Regions from separate parts of the Pan troglodytes genome. Here region 2 is linked to region 1. The links are chromatin contacts, called in public HiChIP or PLAC-seq maps. All regions are on one chromosome and are shown on one strand. The core of a region is the stretch at or near the end of the contact, and the rest is flanking DNA. Distances in the headings are between cores, read along the strand shown.

Evidence for each region. HiChIP or PLAC-seq counts read pairs in DNA pulled down with a chosen protein or histone mark.
Region 2: an H3K4me3 HiChIP or PLAC-seq map of stem cell-derived excitatory neurons shows a contact between it and region 1, with 4 times the contacts expected there. The contact joins the promoter of PPP1R9A here to the promoter of PEG10 in region 1. A contact is called at or near these places in 1 of 7 Hi-C or Micro-C datasets (stem cell-derived neural progenitor cells) and 1 of 1 datasets of contacts at active chromatin or transcription factors (stem cell-derived excitatory neurons).

Annotation. Positions count from the first base shown.
Region 1 is chr6:104,032,240-104,035,221 of NHGRI_mPanTro3-v2.0_pri, forward strand. It overlaps PEG10 (paternally expressed 10), which reads left to right and starts at 1,354. Exons shown (of 2, transcript NM_001302445.1): 1 at 1,354-1,617. The coding sequence starts at 1,613. SGCE (sarcoglycan epsilon) reads right to left here and starts at 1,298. Exons shown (of 12, transcript XM_009453639.2): 1 at 1,015-1,298. The coding sequence starts at 1,123.
Region 2 is chr6:104,289,662-104,292,361 of NHGRI_mPanTro3-v2.0_pri, forward strand. PPP1R9A (protein phosphatase 1 regulatory subunit 9A) reads left to right here and starts at 1,300. Exons shown (of 17, transcript XM_063815457.1): 1 at 1,300-1,408.

The DNA of each region.
Region 1 (2,982 bases), core at 104-2,603:
GCATCCTTCCTCATCAGAATTTTAGCGTCTTATCAGCCACTGCAATTTTCCCTGACATAAAATATATATGTTCATAGTACAAATGCACGCAAATATTTGTGGCCGAATCTCGGCAACCCGCTGGAAAGGATTAAACGTGCGGTTGCCGTGACTAAACGCATTCATTCACCCTACAAGATTTAGGAAAATGTAACGTTGCAAGGGAAGCAAGGTCTCTGTGTAAACCTCGTAATCGCCACCAAAAGTCCGTAGCTGGGAGCCTTCAAAGCCCGCCAAACACACTGGAAGCATCCACAGCTGTTTTAAATTGGTTTTGGTTTCTGGAAATAGCGCACTCGGTACGGCAGCATCTCTGGCCTCCAGCCGGGGTTAACCCTGACCTGAATGCCCTGTTTAGCTCCCAGCATTTCATGATTCCGCGTCCCTGCTCCGTAAAACCGAAGAAAACCGAGATTTCCGCCACCGAGAAATGCACTTAGCAAGAGGGGGAAATTCGGTGTTTTAAATGTCATATTTTTGTGTTCTCTACCACGATCAAGAAAAGGAAAAAAGATGTGTTTGTGTAGCGGGGACGCAGCTTGACACCCATTTCCTTTGGCTCGCATCGAGGTCGCAGAGCCCAATCGCGGGGAAACGGGCCCCCCAGAAAAACAGGCAACGACCCCCAGCTCTTTGCTACAGGGATCGGGAGAGGACTACCCTGGGGCTGGGCGGGGAGGGGGATGTTGGGAACAGGAATTGGAGATGGAATTTCTGCGCCCGCAGAGCAGGGAGGGGCCCGCGGGGGCGCGGAGAGGAAAAAAAAAAAAAGGCCAGGGGTCAAGCCTGGGGAGAGAGAAGCTGGGCCGGGGAAATGGGGTACAAGGTGTACTGAAGGAGGGGTACGGTGGGGTCCGGGACAGAAAGAGAGGCTGGTACCCAAAGGGCGCGCTCAGGCGCCCGGAACCCGAGCGGGGGAGGGGGAGGCGGCGGCCTGTTGGCCCCGGACCTCCACGTCGCGCGCAGGCCACTAACCTGTCAGCAAGAATGTGCCAGTGGTCGCGGGGCTCATCCTGCGTGTCCCCCGACCCTGTCCCGTCCAAGCACAGGGGTCTCCCAGCTCCCACCACCGGGGCAATTGCATTCTTGGCCTGGCTAGGCCGTCCGTCCTCGATTCTCCCCTCCCCTCCCTTTCTTCTTCCCTCCCAGCTTGGCCAGTTCAGCATCAGCATCCCGCACCCCCTCGGTAATCCCGTACTCCCTCTAGCGGCGGGCCACTGCAGCGTGGCCACCGCCCCCACCCCCATCCCCCATCCCCCGCACCCCCCTCCACCCCCTAGCCCGCGGAGCACGCTGGGATTTGGCGCCCCCCTCCTCGGTGCAACCTATATAAGGCTCACAGTCTGAGCTCCTGGTACACGCGCTTCAACTTCGGTTGGTGTGTGTCGAAGAAACCTGACTGCGCCCTGAGGAGAACAGCGGAGAAGGTCCACCGAGCCTGGCGAAAGGTCCGCTGAGCGGGCTGTCGTCCGGAGCCACTCCGGGCTGCGGAGCACCCAGTGGAGACCGCGCCTGGCTCAGGTGTGGGACCCCATCCTTCCTGTCTTCGCAGAGGAGTCCTCGCGTGGTGAGTATGCGGTGAGGACGTTTTTTTTTTTTAAAGATCACGTTCATTCCCCGTGCTTATCGGGAGCTGCGGGAGATGGAGTAGCACCCCAGAATGTCTCCACGCAAAACTTGTCACGCCTTCACTGGCTGTACCCCAAAACAAATGGGGAAACCAAGCCTTAAAGGCTTGGGTTTCCAGGACCAAGTCCAGATACGGGCTGTAGACAGAGATGAGCTGCGGACAGTGATGAGCTGCAGACGGTCAGGAGCTACAGATCGATTTGCAATTTGCTCTTCAAATGCGCTACCAAGTGCCATGCTTTACAAACAGATAAGCGCTTCAAATGCGCTACAAACTGGCGCTTCAGATGCGCTACAAGCACGCTTCACGCGGGCGACAAACTGATGGGTGCTACAACTGGCGCTTAATTGCGCTATAAACTGATGGGCGCTTTATGTGCCACAAACTGACGGATGGGCGCTTCAGTGGCGCTACAATCCAGAACGAGGAGCAGCGATATAGGAGCTGCAGACAGAAAACTGAATTGCGCTTTACACGCGCTGCAAAATCTGAGCTGCAGAAGAGTAGCACTACAAAAAACGCTACAAAAACGATGCGATTAGCCAGCCCGACAACAGCGCTTCATTGCGCTGCGAGGCACATGAACTGCAGAGGTACATGAGCTGCGGAACAATTCACACCTAAGATGCACTACAAAGTGGTAAGAGCTGCAGAGGTACAGGAGCTGCAGACTGTTTGCGCTACAAATAAAGCAGCCGTAGTGGGACATGAGCTGCGGAGTACAATTCCTCTGTTTTCTTGGAGCAGGACCCCACCCTTTCACCTTTTGGAATGGCTCCCACTCTATTTTTCTGCAGGACGGTTCTCTGCATGATGGTGCTGGTAGACAAAATGGAGCCCCGGGCAAAAATTAGTGTTTAACATTCTACCCACACCATTCCCGCTATAGCAGTGGAGTGGAGGGGCACTGATTGGAGTGGAAATGGGAATCTTTTGGTGATGGCAGAGCAGGCTGCCTGCCTACTTGTGCTTGATTGAAGTGGCGGTGTAGTTGTGGTGGCGCGAATCAGCGTCCAGCAACAGTTTGTGGAAACTGTGGGTTTGCTGAGTATGGCGGGGGAATTGGATCTGTGGATTGCTCTTGCTGCATGAAATGAATCTGGCTTTGGTGGCTGGTGGGAGGGGTTTGGGAGGGGGGATTCTGGCGGCGGGGGGTGTGTGCAGATACTCTGCAGCCCTGTAGCAGCCAGTCTCAGGCCTGCCCCGCCCATCCTAGCATGCCTTCTTTGCGGTGCTTAGCGCCTCCTCCTACAGCGCCTCCTCAGAGCGCGCCTCCCCTGCAGCGCGCCTTCCCAGAGCGCGCCTTCTAGATG
Region 2 (2,700 bases), core at 50-2,549, 260 kb after region 1:
CACTTCGTAGACAGAGAATGCCAATTTCTTGGGAAAGGACCCAGAATTTGGTGATGCTTAAAGGAAAAAAAAGCCCTTGCTGCTTAAAATTAAAAAATACATAGAACTGAGTATTGAGTAGTTACAAAATCCTTCTGAAATGAAAAGATTTTGCTCCCAGAGTATATAGAATCTGTGTACTGACTTGCCTGGGTTCATATTCAGCCATAATCATTTACTATTAATAGCCAATAAAGAAGCGGGTAAGTTACAAAACCTAAACCTTAGTTTTTCCATCAGTGAAATGGGGCTAAAAATAGTTATGTTGGGAAAACTTGTGAAAGACTTTGAAATGAGCAAAAGATTACTGTTTGTCCTTTCAATGGAATGCTGGATGTTATCTACAGGACTCCGGAGTGTTGTGAAATTTACAGTCGTCTGCACCTTACTTAGACTGACTTTCACTAGGCTATTTTACTACTCAGTAAGCTGTAGAAACGTTTGGTAATGTAAATGAGTTTTATCTACAGAATGCAAATTTGTTACTTTACAGATACAACTGGTTACCGCCCTGTAAAGCAGATAATAATAAACATTACATTTCAGTGCTCTATAGAATAGTAAGCAGCTTTGCCTCTTCTTGCCTCTATGTCTATTCTTCACAGTCTCACGTGAATGGGTTGCAGTATCTTGCTGGGGTTCCCTTCCTAATTAAAAGAGTTATAAAAATTTTGACCAATGTTCATTTTATATTTCTACCATTGTCATGTTTTTACCTTCTTGAAAAATTATTTTTTAAGAGTTCCTGCTCCCTAGGCTTTTTGGAAGGATTGGTTTAAACATCTGTATTGACAGTCATGATCAGTTTTATATTTTGCAGGAAGGTGGTAACACTTCCGGTACTTGGGGGTGTAAGAGGGAGTACTGAGCCTTTAGAAAAGGGCGGGGTGGGGGTGGGGGGGGGGTGAGCTGAAAAACTCTCCCTAGACAGGAAAGGTAGAAGACCTCCTCATCCCTTTCTCTTTGGCAGTGAGATCTTAAGGTCAAGGTGAGTAGTAGGCCAGGCGCAGTGGCTTAGGTGAAGGCCACACCAGACTTGGGCCTACGTCTTGGCCTTCCAGGCCAGCAGAGTGGCCTGGGACTTGGATGCCTTGGGGTCACGGAGTTAACTGCAGACTCAGACTAAGTGGGGCCCCAGCAGCGGTCAGCCCCAGAACCAAGTTCCGGAGCCAACACTCGAACAGGAAGGGGCCTTGCCCCAGGCCGGAGAGGCCCCTCGCCCACGGCCGAGGGGGTGGGGCGGCCTCGCCTCGGGCCGGTGCTTTTCGCCCTTCCTTGGCCGCCAGAGGCTCCCTCTCTCTCCCTCTCCCGGGATTTTGCTGCCGGGCTCCCTTTCTCTGCGGCCCTAGAGTTAATCCCATCAGCCGAGGTGAGGCACCTGTTACCCCTGGCCTTCCTCACCCCCGCGGCCTCTCCTCCATTACACCGCGGCCGCCGAAACGGCCCGGCGTGGCGACCGCACGTGGGCCAAACCCCTTCCCCGGCCGGCACCCCTGGCCCCAGGCCGGCCCGAGCGTGCGGGCGCGTCGCTGCTCGGGCCGCCGCCCGCCCGCAATGGCGTTGGGGAGCGCAGCGCGCCTCCCGGGGCCGCCCGCCGCGGGCAGGGAGCGCCTGGGGGCCGACGCGCGAGTGGAAGCGGCCGCCGCAGCCGCCCTACGCGCTGCGCCGTGAGGAGCGGGTTGCGGTGTACCCAGCGGGCCGGCGCCGAGCCGAGCCGCCGCGTCCACCGTGGGGCTGGGGGCGCCTGCGAGGAGGGGGTGGGAGCCGCGGCGGCCCGACCCTCCCCGCCCGCGGCGCTCCCGCTCGGGTAAGGGGGAGGCTGAGCGCGGGGCGAGGAGTTGGGGAGGGTGGAGAGGAGGAAAAAAATCGGCTTGTACAAAGGCTGAGTTGCAGGCTGGGGGTGGGGGTGGGTTGTGGTGGAGGAGCAATAGGTTGAAGATCGGAGGCATTATCAGTGGGATCTATTGTTTCCTGGCACATTGGGAGGAAAAACAAAGGGATTTATTTTCATTACCCTGTAATTTTTTTCTTTTCTATTTTTTTAAATGTGGCCAGGGAGCTCGTCTCTCTCCGTGTCACAGTGGGATCCGCCTGGCAGCCGCCGGGAGCCGCAGCCAATGTGTTAGGACTTCAGGTGCTTCTTGGCACAAAGCTAGACTGCGACCTCCTACCATAGCGCTTGGCGTCACCTGCTCTCCCGGTCCTGCCCCAGGGCCGAGGGATTGCGTCCCGAACCGGGCTTGGGAATCGGCTGCCTCTCAAGTTGGTGTTATTTATGTTTGTCTTTTGTGAGGGCAGGTTTTGAATCCCCCGGCGGCCCCATCTCCCCCGCCCCCGCCTCCTTGGGTTGGAATTGGCGGGGGAGGGAATGGGGTGTGTGTGTAGGGGAGAGGGGAGGGTGTTTGTGGCTTTAAAAAGAATGGTCAGGGTAAAAGGAGATTGTCGATGCTTTACAAAAAAAGAAAAAAACAGGCACCACACTCCAAAGCCTTTCTTGTTTGTCTGCATGGGCCATGCATGCGTGCTGGGCCAGGAGCCGAGTTTGGAGACGGTTTAAGTGAAAGTGTGTGCCTCCTCAGCTGATTGTGCGTGAGGGTGATGTGGCTCGGTCTAATATCAAAACAAAACAAAAATAAAATGAAAAATCTTTAGAACTGCCTG